Regions from separate parts of the Gossypium hirsutum genome. Here all the other regions are linked to region 1. The links are chromatin contacts, called in public Hi-C maps. All regions are on one chromosome and are shown on one strand. The core of a region is the stretch at or near the end of the contact, and the rest is flanking DNA. Distances in the headings are between cores, read along the strand shown.

The links. Hi-C and Micro-C count contacts between places; a contact is called where the count stands out from the background.
Region 2: a contact with region 1 is called in a Hi-C map of leaf, with 2.5 times the contacts expected there. The contact joins the promoter of LOC121229703 here to the promoter of LOC107897024 in region 1. A contact is called at or near these places in 2 of 34 Hi-C or Micro-C datasets (both in leaf).
Region 3: a Hi-C map of leaf shows a contact between it and region 1, with 4 times the contacts expected there. The contact joins the promoter of LOC107939256 here to the promoter of LOC107897024 in region 1. A contact is called at or near these places in 3 of 34 Hi-C or Micro-C datasets (hypocotyl and leaf).

What each region holds. Positions count from the first base shown.
Region 1 is chrA05:108,889,429-108,893,132 of Gossypium_hirsutum_v2.1, forward strand. It overlaps LOC107897024 (nudix hydrolase 16, mitochondrial), which reads right to left and starts at 1,262. Exons shown (of 5, transcript XM_041114537.1): 1 at 768-1,262. The coding sequence starts at 838.
Region 2 is chrA05:109,042,293-109,046,297 of Gossypium_hirsutum_v2.1, forward strand. It overlaps LOC121229703 (NADPH:quinone oxidoreductase), which reads left to right and starts at 1,703. Exons shown (of 3, transcript XM_041114542.1): 1 at 1,703-2,041; 2 at 2,121-2,312; 3 at 2,648-3,249. The coding sequence starts at 1,945. The coding sequence ends at 2,952.
Region 3 is chrA05:109,070,086-109,073,783 of Gossypium_hirsutum_v2.1, forward strand. LOC107939256 (formate--tetrahydrofolate ligase) reads left to right here and starts at 1,662. Exons shown (of 4, transcript XM_041114543.1): 1 at 1,662-2,004; 2 at 2,476-2,625. The coding sequence starts at 1,843. It also overlaps the pseudogene LOC107939248.

The DNA.
Region 1 (3,704 bases), core at 12-2,511:
TCTTTAAAACACCATTTTAAAGTTAAAAAAGACTGCCACTCATATACAGATAGAAAATGGAACATAAAAAAACATAAACACCAAAAAAGTAAAATATATCCACTTTCCATGTTCGTGCTGAGAAAGTAATAAACCATTTAAACCTCAATGGACCATTCATATAAACAGAAGGCAATAAGTACCTGTTTTCCACCTTAATCCAGAAAATGTGAAAAAGCAATTCAAGGCTTGAAAATTACATAAATGTAAACAGAAACGGATGGGCATCACACACACACAAACACTCATATATATGTATTTATATATAAATCATTTGCTATTTTCATGTAAGTAATTTACTTGACAAGGCATTTCAACTGTAAAATACACTATTCATAATTTCATATACCAACATAATCAATGTATAGATACTATATACAGCCAAAAAGAAACATACCCATTTGCCAACTCCATCCTAGGATGGCTATCTAAACCATTCAGAACTTGAAATAAAACATAATATTTTCCATAAAAAAGAAGCAAAAAAACATTTTTACCTTAAAATGCATCATTCATAAGCACCAGATACAAAGTAAGAAACAAATTATTTTTCTATCTTGATCCTAATAATGTAATAAACCACTCAAACTATAAATACTACACCATTCAAGCAGATAAAAACAACCGTAATTTAATTAATGAAAATTCCGAAAAACTGACATGAACTTATGTTTTCCAAATCTAACTTACATTAAAAATGTATAGAAATAATTAGAATAAAAACATACCCAGCGACAAGCCGATAGCCGTTCTCGTACCTTTGCTGAAGCCGACCTGTACGGGCCACTAAATCCGACATAATATTATGAAAAATCTCAAAAAAAAAGAAGAAGAGGAAAATCCTCAAAAATATCAAATTCTCCAAACTTCAACAAAGGCAATCTTTCTTATTCAGACGCCTCGTTGGATTGATGTTTTTTGGATTTACAAAAATGCTCATGCTTGTACCAGGTTCATCCATTGCTGTTAGCACTGGATTTAACAGTGACGATCAGTGCCACGAAACATCAGCCAGTGGCTGCGATTTTCTCGTATTTTTTAATTTTAATTTTGATTTTTTTTCCTTTTTTTGAGGTGTAATTGTGATAATCATGAAAAAGAAACTCTTAGCCTTGGGAAAAAGGAGAGACAAGAAGGCCGCCCGAGGTGAAGCGCTAAGAACGGATCAGACGATTGGCGATCAAACTCACGTGAGTGAGATAGTCACAAGTGCACCTCCGGGCTACCCGCCCCGTCCGAAATTCGGAGGATCTGAAAAATATTTTTTAAAATTTAAATTTAATTATAAAAAGATATAAAATACCAATTAAAAAAATATTTTTTAATGATAAAATGAATTTTTTGGACGAGTCGGATCAACATAAAAACAAGTTTGGATTTAATTTTTTTTACAATTTATAATTACATTTCAATTGGAAAATAAATAAATTTATATAAGATGGACTTGAATAAATTCTAAGTGTAATTAGATTAATAAAAATCTTAAAAGAAAAGTGAGGTTGAGAAAACACCATACTCTAACTAAGTGATTTAGGTTTTAAAAAATAATTTAAACATTAAACCACTTATGGCGTAAGAGAGAGTGCGAAAGTGACACTTGTGGAGCTCCTCTTTTTCATTTTAAATTACTTTTAGTTTTTATTTAATTTTTACTCTTTTTAATTTTTAAATTTATTTTATTTATCAAATCACTTCAAAATGAATAAAAAATTAATATACATGGAAAAGTTAAATAAATATTATGTCCTAAAATATAGTCATTTATTATGAAAAAAGTAAATAAAGATTATCTATGAGGTATGTGGTAATTGTTCATTTCATTCCTTAATTATGAGGTTGTGACTTCAATTTTTACCTATAAGAATGGAGTACATTATATGATCCGCCGTTTATCTCTTTAAAGAACACCGATTTTACATTAAGTATTAAATGTCGTAACCATTTTTTTTTAGAAAAACGGGTATCAACTTGGAGAAAAACGAGAATGGGAGTCGCCACCAATCTTTTTAGGTGTGATTGGATCACCTTGTAAAAGTGGTTGTTTTTAATAAATGGTTTGATTTATTTAAACAATAATTTTGGTCCACGTAAATCAAGAAAATAGGTTCGGGAGTCGGTTACGCACAAAGAAGGATTAGCACCCTCGTAACGCCCAAAAATTGGTACCTAGTTGATTAATTAGTGTCTTAGTGTCGAAAATTAAAAATTTGAAAGACTTTGAAATACGACCCCTCTTTAAAAAATGCTCAAATGTTAAAGACCTTCTCGTCTCAAAATATAAAATGTCATATCCAGTAAGTTAGGACACGACATCTTGAATTTTCGAGAGTGAGCTCGCCTCTTAAAGTTTGCGTATTTTAACTTATTAAAAGCGTATTCGTTTGTTTAGAGTAAACGAGAGAAATTGAAACCCAGTGAGTTAGGGCACGTTTTCTCGAATTCTCAAACACCGAATATTGCCTTTATTTTCGAAGAATCTTATTTCGAGGTAACAAAATGTTATACCCGGTAAGTTAGGGCACAACACCTCGTATCTCCAAGAATAAACATTTTTCAAAACTCGTATCGCGATTTAAAAGAGTATTCCGTTATTTAGGTTAAAGGAGAAAAATCGAAACCCAGTAAGTTAGGGCACGATTGTCTCGAATTACCAAATAAGGAATATTACTTTTATGAAAGAAATTTTATTGGGTTGGATAAAACCTAAATTCGTAATGAAACGAGATAATAAAGAATACATAACAGATAAAAATTGATGGGCATAACAAAATAAACATAAACGCGAATGCGAATGATAACAATAAAAACAAAGGTAAAATATGTGCATCAAACGAATAAGAAAATGAAAAAATAAATGAGCTAAAAATATACGAAATTAAAAGAACTAGTGGTAAATGAATAAACATTATGCAAAACTATTTAAGAAGTGATAGTAATAATAATATTAATGGTAATAATGCAAGGAATAAAATCTTTTAAGTTTGAAATGATGTGGAAGATACATAAATGAATAATATGCAATAAATAAGGAATAAAAATGAGATAATTTAAAGAGTAATAGGTAAAGATAATACACTGATATAATAGTGATAATAATAACATAGTAATAATAGTATTGATAGTAATAAAAATAATATATTAAATAATAGTAATAAAATAGTGCTAATAGTCATAATAGTGATAATAATAATAGCATGATAAACATAAGAATAATAATGATGTTAATACCTAAACATAAATATAGATATAATACCTAAAATATAGTAGTGATGAAAATATAAATACATAAGAAATATAGACAGATGAATGATAGGAAAATAAACATAGAAAATAATAATAATCATAATACAATAGTAATAGTAATCACAAAAATAATGATAATAATAATAATAATATTAAAGTAAAGTAAATAATAATACTATATATAAATATATATATACATATGTAATAGAAATACACACGATATAATAATAATAATAATAATAATAATAAAAACAATAATACATATATATATGTAAAAAAATAATAGTAGTAAGAAATAAAAAATAATAGAAGTAACAATAATGATAGTAATAATATAAATAACTATGGAGAGGGTATATATAATATAATAATAATATAAATAATAATATATACATGAGAAATAATGATAATAATAATATAAA
Region 2 (4,005 bases), core at 453-2,952, 150 kb after region 1:
CATAATTAGCATTTCAGGGTTGTAGTGTAAAAACTCACATTGTTTTCTTGCCTCCTTAGCTTAGCTTCTTTTAATGCTAGAGCCTGCTTTATCCTAGTAGTTAAGCATGGTAACCATGTATCGATTAAACTAAATGTGTTCAACCCTTAAGACCTAGATTCGTTACCCAGAAACCTTGAGTTTTCTTACTCTACTTTTTTTCTTCATTCTAGAAATTCAGAGGGATAAGGAAACTTACTAGTTCTCAATCGTAAGTGTTGGAGGAGGCTCTGGTGGTGCACGATCACACTATCATCTTCGCCAAGTGGGGGCTTCTTTGATCTTCATTTCATCAATAAGCCCGAGTTTTACTTCAACGCGTTTCAGCCTCCGGCAAAGTTCGATAGCGATGGCAACCTTATTGATGGGACATCCAAGGAGAAAATGAAACAAGTTCTTGTTGCCTTGCAAGCATTTACCCTACGACTCCAACTTAAAACCTGAGTAAACAAATCACTCTTTCTTTTCTCAATTCTTCTATTGTTACTGTGATGAATTGCAATTTCCTGTAATTTTGGGAGTTTGTTTTTCTTTGAAATACTGCAATTTGAAACTTGTAATCTTATGTACTAATAATAACAAATGCTATTTTGACAGAGGAAAAAACTATATATTCCATTTAATGAGGTCTTTGAGTACTTAGAAGATTTTGACGATTTTCTATTTTCCATAAGGCTAAATTTGGCGACCTCGTCGGTGGTTTGATGTGATCGATAGTGGTATAACAACATTTGAATTTCGACATTTAATTCAAGTAATAACTGAAAGTATTTATATTCGATCTTTTCTGCTACTTTTTATTATAAACTATTATTTATGCTTGCATTTGATACATATTTGAATATATATTATTCAATATAATATTTGAATATATTTAAAAAGTACATATCCTAAAAATATATTGGTCGCTTATATATATTGGTTTGTTGGTTAATCAAAATACATAATACACCAATTTCTTTTAAAAAATTATGTTAGTAATAAATGCAATGAATTATATTTTATTTAGATTTCTTTTCAGAAAAATATAATCATTTAGTTATATAAAATACTTTATTAAATTGGATAATTTAGTTTGTTCGATTACATAAACTGATAAAAGATCAAATTAACCTATTTTAATCGACTTGGGTAAATAAATTTTCTTTTTCATCATTTAATTAAATAAAACTATAATTTCATCATTAGATTATTTAAAAATTTTCATTTAAGTCATTAGACTTTTAAACTTGATGCTATATGACTTTCTCAACTTACATCAATCTATGAACCAAAATTTAAATTGCAACTTTTTCTTTTCTATATTTGTCATTGACTTTTAGAGTGACTTGGATTGAAGGTATGTTCTTCTATTTTTAAACTTGAGCTCGATTAAGCTTGTTTATCAAGTTTGTACTCGAGTTCAACTCAAAAATAAACTTAAGGTTAAGAATATATATATTGAAGGCAATAATGTAATTTAATAATATAAAAATATGTAAAATTCGATAAAACTCACAAATTATTCGAGTCAAGTATTACTAAGTTTAAATTTAGCTCGATCGATAGCTTGAATTGCTCAAATTCAACTTGATAGTTACCAAATAGAATTCAAATTTTTTAAATTAAACTGGAGTAGTTGTGAACACTTATACAAATTAATGCCCATTGCGGTTGGCAGGCTGAAAGCTACTTGACTTCCTCACTTCTAGAACAAAAACCACTTTATTGATTATTCTAATCCAGCAGTCCAAATCTGACCATTCTTGTTCAAATATTGAAATCACACGTTTCACTAACCCTATCCTAGTGAATGAATCGCATCCCAAACCATTTCATCAATTTCCTCTCCTAAGTCTCACTCTTCCACTCTCATAATTACTTTACCCAGAGGGAGACGAGAGGACTGTAAGATATTAGAGAGCAATGGAAGCTGTTGTAGCATCCAAACCAATGACTAAAGTTGCTGCCATTTGTGGGTCTTTAAGGAAAGCCTCTAACAACAGAGGCTTAATTCGAACTGGTATATATTTTGTCAGTTTGGGTTTTGGATTTTGATTTTCTGGGAAATATTGATTTGTTTAATTTGTTTTTTTTTCCAGCTTTGGAGCTTACCAAAGAGTCCATAGATGGCATTGAGATGGAATACGTAGACATTTCACCACTTCCAATGCTCAACACAGATTTGGTAGTTGATGGCAAGTTACCCCCTGCGGTTGAGGCTTTCAGGCAGAAGATTTTACTGTCTGATAGCATCCTTTTTGCTTCCCCTGAATACAACTATTCCCTTACTGGTATCGTCATTCCCTTCCCCCAATGCTTTTCTCCTTTTAATTTTACTCTATTTCTATGGAACACTTTCTTTGATGTTCACGTGATTATGAATTTGGAGAAAGGATCTTTTTCCAATAGTTTAATCCATCAACATTTACATATTTGAATTTCAACATTTTCATCCTGTAGCATTGAACTATTAGAAAGAGATAATATCTCTGTTTCATACAATCTTTTCCTGTGAATTTTGTACTTTGGAAACTGTAGACAGTTTATTAGGATGTCTCATTTTTGGATTCCTTTTAAATATCAAAACAGTGCATTTCATGTTACCTCATTATATGCACCATTCCAGGACCTCTGAAGAATGCACTTGACTGGGGTTCACTATCACCCAATGTATGGGCAGATAAAGCGGCTGCCATCGTAAGCGCCGGAGGTGGCTTTGGTGGTGCACGATCACACTATCATCTTCGTCAAGTGGGGGTTTTCCTTGATCTTCATTTCATCAATAAGCCCGAGTTTCACTTGAACGCGTTTGAGCCTCCTGCAAAGTTCGATAGCGATGGCAACCTTATTGATGAGGCATCCAAGGAGAAAATGAAACAAGTTCTTGTTGCCTTGCAAGCATTTACCCTGCGACTCCAACCAAAAAACTGAGTAAACAAATCACTCGTTCTTTTCTCAATTCTTCCATTGCTGCTGTGATGAATTACAATTTGCGGTAATTTTGGGATTTTTTTTTTTGTTTTGTTTGAAATGCTGCAATTTGAAACTTGTAATTTTATGTACTAATAATAACAAATGCTACTTCGACAGAGGAAAAAAAAACTATACGCATTTCACTGTCAACTGCCTTGTAAGCGGGCATACCCTAAATTTATGATACTTCAATTTTTTTTTTCAAATATTAGTGTTTGATATATGAGAAATTATTTTATGGATCTTTTTCCACTACATTATCCATAGTCTCTTTTCAATTATTTAATAATATTTCAATTTTTTTATATAATTGTTACATAATTTTGATAATTTTTTTACCTTGAACTTTTAACCTAGTACCCTGAACCCTGTACCTTGAACCTCGAATTTGAATCCGATTCGAGTTTAGGGTTCAAGGATCATTATTCGAGTTTAGGTTTAGGGTTCAATATTTAAGGATTGAGGTTTATGTTTAGGGTTTAGGGTTTGAGTTTGATGCTTAAGATTTAAGGTTTTGAGTTTAAGGTTTGGTGTTTGGGTTCGAGTCCAAGTTTGGGGTGTAAGTTTCATGATTTGAGTTTGAGTTTAGGGTTTGAGATTTTTGGTTTTGGGTTCTGGCGTGTTCATAAGGAACCTTTCCAATTATTTAATGACATTTCAATAATTCTTTCCATGTTATTGATACATAATATTTTGTTTAATATTTATTTCAACTGAGAAAGAGATTATGAGTAACATGAGTAGCTAAAGGAGGGAGATTAAGAAGTGGATGGGGACGTGATTAACAAAGGATTAAGGGTTTCCCGATAAGATTAGTTCGTTTAAATTACGCGTTTTTAAACCTTAGGCTTTACAACCTTAAGAAGTAATCATAGGTTAAATAAGATTGGGAGATGAGTTTTTCCGAGTAAATCGTAATTTATCTTGGTTGAGAAAGTGAGATCGGGAGATAAATCGGTATCAACAAAATAATTAATTAGTTAGAGGTCGGGAGGTAATAATTGGTTAGTT
Region 3 (3,698 bases), core at 412-2,911, 180 kb after region 1:
GGCCATGAGAAGTATTCGATCTAAGAAAAGTTAATATGATGTTTATATGAAGTGATAACAATTTAATTTACTTAACAATGCAGGGGGTCTTCCATTCGATTAGGTATTAGCATGCCTGCTCGGATCGAAAAGACTGTGAGGAAACCTGAATGTGAAACCCAGCTTGTCGGAGAACCAACTGGTGTATTCTATGATGTTATCCTCTTTTTTGGTATAATCGATATCCTACAAGACTACGATATTACCAAGAAGCTTGAGCATGCATATAAATCAATGCAATATGATCCAACTTCAATTTCAGCTGTTGATCCAAAGCAATACTCAAAACGCTTTCGGGATTTCATTTTCAAAATTTTCGTAGAGGACACATGAAAACATATATTTGACAAAGATCTTCAACTTAGGACCAATGCCCCTCCGTGTACATTTGATCATAATCCGGAGATGCGAGCGCCTAGAAGCTTAAAAAGTTATCGTTCTGATCAACCGTGGAGGATGATTTAAGACCACACTGGACACACCTTTGTAACTCAGGATTAGGTTATCACCCTCACTTCATCTCCATTATTTTTTACAGTTGCAGATAATATATATACATATATATATGATATGTTATAGTGAAAGGTTTAGGTTAACATTGTTAAAACCACAGTTACTAAAGCTTGATTGAAATGTAAATGAATTGGCCAAAATTGGCGAAAGCATACATTGAGATTGCATTCTTATTTGAACTGAAAATTGTCTACTTCAATGGCTGAAGAGTCTCTGGGTTCAGCTTCAAAGAATAATGTACAGAAAGAGATTGAAAAAAGGAAAGGAGAAGAAAAAAAGGCTTTTAGTTTGCTTATATGGAAAATGAAAATATTTTGTTTCTATTCAATATTTTTTATATCTGTTCATGTTGATAGAAGCATTATTCTTTTGTACTTAAAAAAAAAAGGTCATTTGACAAGGATTGTAGTTGAAAATAATCCTTTTTAGAGAGTTATCAAGTTAATGATTAGTGTCACTGTCATATAAATCTTGATACTTCTGTATTCATATATATATATATATGTAATATTTGTGTTAAATAAATTAATTAAAAAAGTGATAAATATTTGCTCTTAAAAATCAAATTTATTCCGTAACATATTAAAAAATATAAATATGTCAAAATAAAAAATGAATGTAAGGTTGAGAGATATACAAGTTACGTTTGGGTTATGAAATTTTTTTTACAGGGTTGTATGAAATTATAATTCCACATCATCTTTATCCCTTTTAAATAAGAGAATGATAAATCAGATTTTTATTATAAAATCATAATTTTATACAATCTTCTCTTAAATCAATCATTAAATAATATTATATTTATTTTTTGGTGAATAAGACATCAGGTAGTTAAGAGTTTTTTTCTTAATTAGATTAGAACTAAAATCTAAAAATTAATATTTAATTAACATCGAACTAAGTATCAAACCTTAAAATTCAAGTAAAACTTCAAACTTTTCCCTATATAGATTTGATTCGATTCACTTACACCCTAACTTAATAACTTTGATCCGCAAGCTAGGTTAAATTGATGCTGTGTAAGGTCGGACCCATCCGTTGTACTAATCACAGCAATTACATTGCATGGTAACATTAGCATCTCTCCCCTCTCCCTTCTTATTTGCCACCTCAGATTAGATAAGAAAAAACGCACGCACGCACTCCCATATGTTTTTAGACTTTTGTTGCTTTGTGATTATTTTTTTGTGGCCATTTTATTTTATTTTATTTTAATGTTGTAGAAGGTAAATTGTTGAATTTTAAAGAAACAGATCCACCAAAAATCAGCTAAAATTTAGACCAAAAAGAATGAGTTCGTCAAGGAGTGTAAGGAAGTTGGAAGTGGTATCACCAGTGCCGGCAGACATAGATATTGCAAACTCAGTTGAACCATTTCATATTTCTGAGATTGCTAAGGACCTTAACCTCAGTCCCAACCATTATGATCTTTATGGCAAATACAAAGCCAAGGTTTTTTTTCCTTTTCACTTCCTTTCTTTTTTTATTTTTGGTTATTGGATTTTGATTTATTTGTTTTCTTTAATGATCGATTTAATCGTTTGATGTTTGGATTTCGATACTGAAAAAAAGCTGTTAAAAAAGTAGAAAATTGAATAGTAAGATCAGCAAAATCTGTCTTTTTCTATGTTTTCTTCTGGGCATTGCCTCATCTGCCAAAGGGGAAACTTTTCTCTTCCATTGTTGAATTCCTTGAAATCCCAGATTTGAGATATGTTGTTTTGTTTCAAAGATTTTTTTTTCTGGCGTTAAATTCTTAGCTTCTTGGTTTTTGACTTAGTAGAGATGGAAGTGTGTTGAATGGATATTCAAGCGGTGAAAAAGTACTAGAGAAAGCCATTTTTCTGATATGCTTTTTCCTTGTTTATATTGGCCGCTCAGTTCAGATTTGAATTTGAATTTCTTGGTTGATTTGGTCTATAGGTGTTGTTATCTGTACTCGACGAGCTTGAATCCTCCGACAATGGATACTATGTCGTGGTTGGAGGGATCACTCCAACTCCTCTTGGAGAAGGCAAGTCCACTACTACAGTTGGTTTGTGTCAAGCTTTGGGTGCTTATCTTGATAGAAAGGTATTCATTTTCATTTTTAGATATACTGAAATTATTCTACATAGGCAAATACTAAATAATATCGTGTTGCTTTGGCGCTTGCCGTGATACAGGCACAGGGTATTTCATTTTACTTATGGAGGGTTTTCTATTTTGTTCTTGACTTCTTTTTTTTTTTGAATTTTAGAATTTCTTATTTTGTTAAACGTAGCTCTGAATACTGGCAGGAATGTTTTGATAAAAGAAATATATTTTAGGGTCGCTTGATACTGGCAGACCAATGGAGTTTCATGATTCCTGATGCTTTGAAATTGCTTATTTATAAATTAGTCTGTTAAGCAATTTCAATGATTGAAGCTACGAGCTGTCCGTATGATTGGAAATGTCTTTTTCAATCTCCTCATATATAAATTTAATGTTAAAAGATTTCAAATCCGAGAATTATTGCATTATTTCGACTTTTTAACTATTCCTGATCTACGATGATAGTTGAGCTATGTAGTGAAATATTCATTTACAAGTCTACATAGTCAACTTACTAGATGAAAGTTTGGTTTTTTATGGTTTCCTATTCTCCTTTTGCAAGTTATTGTCAAGGGATTACAACTCTTCACTAGTTTGACATGGATATGGAAGTTTCAGATTTGACAATCTAATGTTTTAACTACTTTAACTGTCTTGATACTATATGTCGCTCTCTAATGTTAGGTCGTTACGTGTCTTCGCCAACCATCACAAGGACCAACTTTTGGAATAAAAGGGGGTGCAGCTGGTGGAGGCTACAGTCAGGTAATCCCGATGGATGAGTTCAATCTTCATCTAACAGGCGATATTCATGCAATAACGGCTGCAAACAATCTACTTGCTGCTGCCATTGATACTAGGATCTTTCATGAGTCTACCCAATCAGACAAGGCTCTTTTTAATCGTTTATGTCCACCAAATAAAGAAGGAAAAAGGAAATTCAGTGATATCATGTTTAGACGATTAAAGAAACTTGGTATCACCAAAACTCAACCTGAGGACCTTACACCTGAAGAAGTTAAGAAATTTGCTAGGCTTGATATTGACCCGAATTCTATTACATGGAGAAG